Regions from separate parts of the Mus musculus genome. Here all the other regions are linked to region 1. The links are chromatin contacts, called in public Hi-C maps. All regions are on one chromosome and are shown on one strand. The core of a region is the stretch at or near the end of the contact, and the rest is flanking DNA. Distances in the headings are between cores, read along the strand shown. Region 1 has its middle 20 kb from the start of Carlr. Region 2 has its middle 92 kb from the start of Gm33592. Region 3 overlaps Dnajc1 (DnaJ heat shock protein family (Hsp40) member C1).

What was found. A called contact is a pair of places that touch in the nucleus more often than the background predicts.
Region 2: a contact with region 1 is called in a Hi-C map of double positive thymocytes, with 2.5 times the contacts expected there. The contact joins two enhancer-like sites. A contact is called at or near these places in 2 of 484 Hi-C or Micro-C datasets (bone marrow-derived macrophages and double positive thymocytes).
Region 3: a Hi-C map of the HPC-7 cell line shows a contact between it and region 1, with 2.2 times the contacts expected there. The contact joins two enhancer-like sites. A contact is called at or near these places in 1 of 39 promoter capture datasets (the C10 cell line), 4 of 484 Hi-C or Micro-C datasets (CD4 T cells, the HPC-7 cell line, embryonic fibroblasts and 1 more), 2 of 115 datasets of contacts at active chromatin or transcription factors (bone marrow-derived macrophages and embryonic hindbrain) and 1 of 9 other capture datasets (embryonic stem cells).

Annotation. Positions count from the first base shown.
Region 1 is chr2:18,820,429-18,823,590 of GRCm38.p6, reverse strand. No RefSeq gene overlaps it. Among named protein-coding and RNA genes, the nearest start is that of Carlr, 20 kb to the right of the region's middle. Within about 2 kb of position 1,705, at least 248 of the 459 cell types and tissues checked have an H3K27ac peak or open chromatin away from gene starts, as enhancers often do. A contact at or near this core is called in the HPC-7 cell line and double positive thymocytes, where this site is marked.
Region 2 is chr2:19,097,731-19,100,721 of GRCm38.p6, reverse strand. No RefSeq gene overlaps it. Among named protein-coding and RNA genes, the nearest start is that of Gm33592, 92 kb to the right of the region's middle. Within about 2 kb of position 1,716, at least 2 of the 459 cell types and tissues checked have an H3K27ac peak or open chromatin away from gene starts, as enhancers often do. A contact at or near this core is called in double positive thymocytes, where this site is marked.
Region 3 is chr2:18,371,052-18,374,118 of GRCm38.p6, reverse strand. All of the region lies in intron 1 of Dnajc1 (DnaJ heat shock protein family (Hsp40) member C1), which reads left to right. Among named protein-coding and RNA genes, the nearest start is that of Dnajc1, 20 kb to the left of the region's middle. Within about 2 kb of position 1,683, at least 20 of the 459 cell types and tissues checked have an H3K27ac peak or open chromatin away from gene starts, as enhancers often do. A contact at or near this core is called in the HPC-7 cell line, where this site is marked.

The DNA of each region.
Region 1 (3,162 bases), core at 456-2,955:
GTCTTATTAACCCAGGAATTGATGTTGCTATTCCAATATTACCATAAAGGTCACTTTTCTTAATGGGGAAAGGACACATTTGCATAGAAACCTCTAAGTCTACTGTCCTTTGAACGGGGCCAGGAGCTAAACAAAAGCTTTTGTGAGCAGAATGATCTCGAGGGACTTCAGAATCCTTGTCTTTCTTTCCTATCTTATCTATCCTGAATATACAGCCCAGACCACAGGATACAAATGCAGTTGTCAACTCAGGACAGCCTGGTGTTACTCTAAATACCACAAGAGCAGTATGAAGGGGGTGGGGTGGGAGGCTGGTAAGGAGGCAAAGATACTATTTACTATAAAGCACCCCTTGCATTCCTTTCTTGCACCCCCATTTCTGGAATTCCTGTTTCTGAAGGGGGGGGTGTCAGGATGGCTTGGGTGGTGTATAAAAAGGAGCCAGCGTCCATACCATCATTCTGAGCTCCAAGGTTGAGTTTGAGCTTATCCCTGCTGGCAGAAAACAATCTCTAACGGATTCCGAAGATAAACCTCGCTGGAAACCACCACAAACTTGTCTTTCCAGCAGTAGCCGTCATGCACAGAGGTGCTGTCAACCCCCCGAGAAGCCTAGGAACATTCGTCTCCCCTCAGCTGTCCTCACTCACATTGATTGGCCACCAGCCTCCGGGACAGGCCTGGATTGGCTCCCAGCATTGGAAACACTTTCCCATGATGGCTCTTTTATGCTCTTGGCAGGCGTGTACAGTAACCAGCAGAGAGAGAAATTCTGCCTGCAAGGGAAAATTAAAACCCTAACGTAACTGCACTGGCCCTGAGTGGGGTTTTACATGTTAAGCTTGCTCAAGACTTATGTTAAAATCAACTTTGCAAAAGAAGCCTTTTTAAAGAAAAAAAAAAGTCTATGGAGCTGCCAAAAGGCAGCAACGTCTTTACTGTCCAGGTGACAGTGGGTTTGGACAGCTGAAATGATCTGGTACAAACAAACTGGCATTTCCCCGTCCAGTAACCCATCTCCTCTCTCTCTTCTCTGTTTACCTTAGTTTATATTCTTTCCGTCTTAAACTTGGGTGCAGCGATCTCTCGAAGTGATATTTATTAATCCAATGTCATTGGAATTACTCTTTTATTAAGCGTGGACTACATGTGTAAGTGTTCTTTCCTCACCGTTTCTCCAGGCCTTTCTGCAAGGCCTGACATTGTCATTGATCCCACCGGGACCTCTGACTGCCCTGGTTCGCCTTTGTCATATTTCATGACACCTACTCTGCAGGTCAGGCTTCCCTTCCAGGGTCTTGCTGCTCTCTGCACCTGCCTTGCCCTGGAGTCAACTTCTCAGATCTGGGACCACTTCTGAGGAAATCCCTCTTGCCATGCACAAAAATACTGTCTAACTTTCCCCAAGTGGCTAATTAGCCCACCAGTGTCCACTTTCTCAATCACTTCCTGTCAGGGCAAGCGTCAGATTTGCTGAAAAAAGCAATCATTTCCATATAATCTCTCCTGCCCTCCCCCGCCCTGCATGCGCCTCTTCTCTCCTTTAGTTGTATTCATTGCCTTACAGCCCACAGGCCTCGTGCCTCCTGGAAGGCACAGAGGCAGCAGTCATTGTGGCAGTAATGAGTTTTCCTGCTTGCACGGCACCTTAGACGCCTGGTAAGTGACAAAGCACAATGCATACGGAAGGAAAATGAAACCGAAACCGGGCAGAACTCAATAACCACCTTCAAGGAAGATGGAGGCTGGCCAGCTGTTTCCCATTCAGGGTGAAGACAGGAGAGAGAGGAAGTGAAGGGAAAGGCAAGACTTTCCAATAAGCACCACACAGGGGCTGAGGCCACAGGGGGAACCTCAACCCGGGAGGACCCAGGCTGCTCCAAGCACAGGCTTCTGACCAGGGCTCACGGACTCCTTCCTGAATTGTGGCTTCCTCAAGGTCGTCTGAGTTCACGTTTTCTGTTTGTTCTGACAATTTATAAGCAATGGACAATGGTGACAACCGCTGGGGTCAGAGAGGCTGGGGGCCGCTTGGCCTTCACTTCCTTGTCCCCAGCAGCTACACGCTGTGTAAGGCTGTGTGAACAAGTGGTAGACTAGCCTTGCTTTTCTTCCCCACAGGTTTTGGACAGAGGAACATGAGGTCGGGATTTCTTGCTGTACTATGTGACAGTGATTATTCCCTGCAGATATGGCGGGTTTGAGGAGGAAGGCTGTGTGCGCCTTGTGAGGGTGTATCAAAATGCATTAATGTACAAGGCAGCATTCCTGTTCTCAGAAGGACCCACCCTTCGACTCACACCATCTTGGAACCCAGTCCAAAGGGGCTCCCACCACTTCTTTCAAGGAACCTGTGAGCCTCTGAGTGAGGCTTTGCTCACAGAGAGTAGCCTTGAATGGGCGGAGCTATATTCTTCTAAGCCCTCTGTCCACTAAGCCTTCCCTAGGTTCCTCCTGGGTCACTCTACTGATTGAGTCTTCTTATTCCTGTCCCCCAATATTCATGTGTGTGTGTGTGTGTGTGTGTGTGTGTGTGTGTGTGTGTGTGTGTCTGTCTGTACACATGCATGTTTTGCACGTGTGGGGGCAGTAAATGTTCACATATGTTCACATGGATCTAGAGGCCTGAGGTTCATGTCTAGAATCACCCTCAGTTGCTTTTCCACATTTTTCTTTGAGGCAGGAAGGTTCCTTCAATCAAACTTGGAGCTCTTAGACATGGCTGGTCCTGCTAGCCAGATTGCTTTCAGGAAGCCTCCGTCTTAACTACAAGAGGCTAAATTTTCAGATGGGCCTCCAGATTCAATATTTTCATTGGTTCCGAGGATCTGAGGTCCTCATGCGTGCCAGGCAAGTGCTTTAACCACGGAGCTGCCTCCCCGGCCCTGTGTGGATGTTTCTTTGTCTGTTGGATAACTAGTGTGGTGTGGATTTTTCTTTGTTGGATAACTAGTGTGGCGCAGATGTTTCTTTGTCTGTTGGATAACTAATGTGGTGCATAAACCTGGATTTGCTCTGCCACAGCTTTGCTCAATCCACTGATGAGGGCCTGGGAGGAGAGAAAGAAGTCAAGTCTGAGAAGACCATACAACATCAGAAATAGAGTCAAGCTATTGACAAACACTCGAGGAAACAATCTTCGGGAGCACAGGTCGGTCAGCT
Region 2 (2,991 bases), core at 467-2,966, 280 kb before region 1:
AAGGAACGACCATCCAGAGACTGCCCCACTTGGGGATCCATCCCAGAAACAACCACCAAATCCAGACACTGTTGCAGATGCCAACAAAAGCTTGCTGACAGGAGACTGATATAGATGTCTCCTGAGAGGCTTTGCCAGTGCCTGACTAATACAGAAGTGGATGCTCACAGTCATCCATTAGACTGAGCACAGGATCCCCAATGAAGGAGCTAGAGAAAGTACCCAAGGAGGTGAAGGGGTTTGCAGGCCCTTAGAAGGAACAACACTATGAACTAACCAGTATCCCCAGAGCTCCCAGAGACTAAACCGCCAACCAAAGAAAACACATGGTGGGACTCATGGCTCTAGCTGCATATGTAGCTGAGGATGGCCTAGTCGGTCATCAATGGGAGGAGAGGCCCTTGGTCCTGTGAAGGCTCTATGCCCCAGTATAGGAAAATGCCTAGGCCAGGAAGCAGGAGTGAATGGGTTGGGGATCAGGGAGAGGGTGGAGAGGATAGGGGATTTTCAGAGGGGAAACTAGGAAAGGGGATAACATTTGAAATGTAAATAAAGAAAATATCTAATTAAAACAATTTAAAAATAAAAATATCTCCTGAAATTCAGTAATTAGACAAATAATTCAATTGGGAAATGGGCAAAAGTTTTGACTAGACATTTACAAGAGAAGGAAAATGAATGGCCAGTGAGCACACACAAAGTTGTATAGTACCAACTTAGTTGGCAGGGAAATATAAATTCAATCCACCATGAGATAGATACCCTTCCATATATGATAAAATGGCTATGATTAAAACAAGTGAAGAAGAATAGTAAGATGCAATGCAGTTGGAACACTTCTTAACTGATGGTGAAAATATGAAATGTTAGTGCCCCTGTTAGAGGTAAGCCTCACAAGTTTCTTTTAAAAGTGAAATGTGGCTTTATTTTATATGTGCACCAATATTCTAATGCACCTAGATTGCATCCCTGGGTATCAAGAGAAAGGCCACAAGGGCTAGAGAGATGATTCAACAGTTAACAGTACCTGCTTCTCTTCCAGAAGACCCTGGTTCAACTTCCAGCACCCACATCATGTGGCTGACAACTGCAGATAACTCCAGTTCCAGGAGATCTGACACTATCTTCTAGTCTACTGAGCACTGCAGGCTTGTGGTGCACACACGTACACTTTGGTACATGGGAGTGTGTGTGTGTGTGTGTGTGTGTGTGTGTGTACACTCACACACATAAATAAGTACTTTTTTATATATGCCCATATGAAAACTTGATTGGATACTTATATAACCTTGTCTACGATAAGCTCCCACATGAAAGTCCAAATGTTTGTCTGTGGGTAAACAAAGTGCAGGGTATGACCATGCCAGGAACCTGCAACTAAAAGAAATGAATTCCTGAAGCTTACAAGAGCGTGAATATGTCTTGGTAACTCTGCTGAGTGAAAGAAACCAGACCCAAGGAAGGCCCCAATGTGTGATCCCATGCCTAACCTGTGTGATCCCATGCCTTTTTTAACAAAAGCAAAGTTATTGTGACAGGTGACAGAGCTGTGGTTGCTAGGCTCAGGGCTGCAATGGAGGTGGAGGAGATTGATTCCAAGGGACACAAAGGAAGGTCCTGAGGTGACAGGAGCAGCTTACATCTCATGGGGGTGACAACACAGCTGTGTACTGTGACCAATGCTCAGCAAGGTATATGACCAAAACAGGAAACTGTAAGGGAGCTGAACCTCAAGGGGGCTATAAAAACTCCGTTATGTTCTGAAGCACTTTCTCAAGCAGCTCGTAGACACATGGCTCCATTTTCTAGTGTTAGATCAGCTTTATATTGCTTTCAATTCAAGTTTATATGCGATTCTGTGTGCGTGTTGTGTGCCTTTATCCCAGACATCTTTTTTTACCTGAGATCTAAGGGCATGCTTAGCTGTACCACTGTCCTGTTTCATGGGCGGGTATTCCACCAGGCAGGGGAGTTTCTAGATGTGCTGGGTTCTATTTGTTTTCTCTTTTCTTACCTAGGATTGGTTTTTTCCTGCTTTTTTCAAAGAGCTTGCAAGGCTGGCAGGAGAGGCTGGGTGGAGAAGAAAGGGTATATGGAGCTTAGGGTGAAGGCATGCCTGGAGATGTCTCCACAGACAGCACAGAGCATGGGCTGGTTGTGGCAAGAACACTCAAGCCAGTGAAAGAAGAAGAAAGAATGGAGTAGTGAGATACCATGATGCCAGGACTGTGAGATGGACCTGTCAGAGGGAGGACAGGAGGCTTCTGCTCCCAGGTATCCCAGCCTCCTCTGTGGGCTCCAAGAAGCATGTGTGCCATGTACATTAGGCTTGTCTCTGTAAAAAGAGAAAAGAAATGCATGGGTCTCTAGAAATGTTGTCCTTTAATTCTCTTCAGAACAGGAATATATCCTTAATAATGATCATGAAAGACAGGAAGACATCCTTAATTCAAAATTCCAAATTGTTCCAAAAGATGTAACTTGTTGAACACCACCAGGATGCCATAAGAGGGAAAATATGTTTAATGAATAAAATTATTTTTAAAAAGTACCCTTCAGACTGTATGTCTAAGATGTGTATGAAACGTAAGTATAATTCCTGTTTAGATGTGAGTCCTGAGATACATCCTTATGTGTGCACAACTATTCTAAACCTTGAAAGAATCCAAAATCTGTAGTACCTCAGCCCAAACTATTTCACAAAGGGGTATTAAACGTGTAAGTGAATTTTGGAGTTGTACCTAGGGGAGTGTAACTGCTATGAGAAAGGGTTAGTTAAAAATCCAATCCTTAGCCAGGCATGGTAAAGGCAGGAGATCAAGGGGGGCAGGGTTTCAAGCCACCCTGAGATACGAGAGGAAACCTTGTCTCAACAGAAGATGAACTCAATTCTTCTAAATTCTATCTTCATGTGCCCTTCAGGAATTCTCTTTATGTCCTTGAGACAGGGTGTCTCTCTCTCTCTCTCTCTCTCTCTCTCTCTCTCTCTCT
Region 3 (3,067 bases), core at 434-2,933, 450 kb after region 1:
TTGTCTCAAAAGAATTTTTTCCCTTAAAAGAGTCCAGAATTTCTCAGGGGGTAGATTGATTTCTCAGTGGATAGAGGCAGACACAGTGTGTGTGGGTGGGGTGAGGGGGGGAGGATTGTATATTATCTGATCAGTTTCTGTTTTTTGTTCTCTGCTATTTTCTCAATATCTAGCACACATCATGAAAGTTATAGAATACAGAAAAAATACAGAAAGGACTTCTTAATATAATGTTAGACTAGAGAGTGTGAAGACTTAGCTTCTAGTTGTGAGAAAGAGAAATAGGAAACTAAACTTTCCACAGAGTTTCTGGTAAGAAAGCAGTGAAAGTTAGGACAGACGACTTTGATTGTTAGAAAAAACAGCAAAGAGGTTGAAGACCTGTAACAAGCTTTGCTGAGAGAAGGAAAAGAGATTAATGGTCCTTTTATCTATTGAACGATAGTCTGACTTGCAGAGTTGCTTCATCAGTAAAGCTATTGTGGACAAAGGGGAAAAAAGCAAACTAAGCTATCTCTTTTACTGGAATTCTGCCTTTAAGTTGCATTTCATCATTCCTTCTTTAGATAGGCTTTCTCCACATGCCAGATATTTCTCCTATATCCCTATGTATGGGTTCATATGTTGCAAGATTGTAGTCTCCAAACTGCAGAAATTGCAGGAAAGAGTGGGTGGGGGTAGAGTCCTCCAAAATGTATAGATGCTATGAGGACTAATGAAAGCAACAAGACCCTAAAAATTAATTACATCCCCACAAGCATTTCCATCTGCCTTCTAAGCCAGTTCTTAAAATCCTCCTTCTTCTTAGGGGAGATCTAGGGTGGTTTCTGTTTTAGATTATTTGAAAAAATTTTAAATTCTGATCTCAAGTAGAATGTTTAGCATAGGTGGCATAGTTTTTCAGGAATATTGCCTTCCTGACTCAGATACTATATTAGCTATATTAAGGTTTTGTCTTGTTTTGTTTTTGTTTGTTTGTTTTTGCTTTGTTTAGTAGAGGGAAATAAAAAAAAAAAAACCTTAATACTTGACTTTCCGCTTCTGGATGACTGTATTTTGGTCACATGCTTGGGATCAGGTCTAAACTCACATCCTAAACTGACTTAGCAGTTATTGAGAACACATGCACGAGGTCTGGACATTGGGCCACGTGAGTTGTTGTTTGGGTCTAAGAATTAGTGCTTTGGGTACTTGCTTCACCTTTACAAAATGTATTTTGATTCAAGGTTTGGTTTATGTGGCTATCTAGAAAAGAAGGAAGTGGATTTCTGAGAGGAATCTTTACCAAATCTGCATGTTGTAACTTAAACTTACCTAGATTGCAGCTTTTAGCTAAATAGTGTGTTTACGTGGCATAGTGTATCATATTGTTTTCATTTCTCTTGAAGTCTGATGGTAGCTAAGATAAATTCCTGAAGTTTGTCTGGTATTTGAATACTAAGTCCTAGTATTCTAGTTTGTCTGCTTCTAGCTCGTGAGATTATTTCAGGAAGTAGGGGACAGCTGTGTGATGAATAATGTCTGAGAAAGCATCCGTGTGCTCTGGCTCGCTCTCGAGCAGGGTGAGGGGTTTCTGCTACTTACACTTACCATCAGCCCCTATGGCTCTTCACTGATGCTGCTTCGTTTGATGAGACCCTTTACTGCGGTTGTACTGGAGTTATGGAAGAGAAGAGAAATAGGAGAGCCCGTGGGTAACCTAAATTTGTGAAAAGACTGAGGGAAGCTCGTCTCTTCCTTCACCGATCTTAACATGATCATAGAAATCAATAAATATAGCCTTTGTCCCAAGAAGACAGAATTCTTCAGCTCTTTTGCATTTTGTGGCTTAGGAAGAAGAGTTGAGAGAAGCCAGAGCTGAGAACATCCCTTGCTCCTGAAAGGCAAGGGCAATCATTTTAAGTGGCTGTTAATCTTTATTGGGTCTGGATTCCTTCAGACTTGTCCTCGAGCTATCTGTTAGCATTTTGACCAGACAGTTTTGTTTGTTTGTTCATTTGCTTGAGATGTAATCTCACTATGTTACCCCTGGCTGACCTGAAACCCACTGTGTAGACTAAGCTGGCCTTGAACCCAAAGAGATCTGTTTGTCTTTGCCTCCCAAGTGCTGAAAGGCATCTATCACCATGCCTGGCTTTAATTAGTAATTTTTAAAGTATTATTAAGATTCAGTGATAACTGGTGTGTTTGGAGAAAACTTGACATGCTGTTTTTGCATGTAGGATAATGTTGAGCCTTTGAGGGTGTGAGTAACAGGAAAATAGAGAGCTAAGTGTGGTGTGGTGCTCCTGTAATCTTGGCATTTGGGAGGCTGAGACCTCAGGATCAGAAGTTTGAAGACAGCTTTGACTATAAAGCATTTTGAGGCCTGATTGAGCTACATAAGACCTTGTCTTAACAACAAAACAAAAATGCAATAAAAAGACACAACATTTATGTGGATGGCCTTAGTTTATCATTGAACAAATCACATCTTTTGCAGTCTCACATACTTTATAGAAATAAAGCTTTTCACATAAGCCAGTAAGTATTTCACAAGATGTTCTTTACCAAATATTTGAACACCGTGTTGCGGTGTGGGTTTTTTAGTTTTTAGAGTGTGTGGAAATAGGATTCTTGCTCTCAAATACACATAGTTAAAAGAAGCCATATGCCTGTTTGGGAAGCAGGAAGATGAAACAGCAGTACGCCTGTTACTGTCTTAAAAAATACAAAGCTTTTCAAGATGCAAAGGGTTTTTTTGTTTTTGTTTTTTTAAGCCATCAGTGTAGTCACAGATAGAGCCGCTCATGCATCAGCTTGTGGTCTGTGACTTATAAACCCCTTCAGCACGCTCTACAGTCTCTCGAGAACAGTCTGCCCAAGGGAAGTTACTCTATCTGATTTTCCTAGAAGAAAAATTGAGGTGACTCTAACAAAACCAACCAAACAAATTAAACTAAAAGCAAACCTTCATGACAAAAAACTTGAGTAGTTATCATTTCATAGTAAAGAACATGTATATTTGGGTTTCTGAATAACCACTTCTTTTGAAAATGTTTCCTAATTAAAACCAGATGAGAGTAGC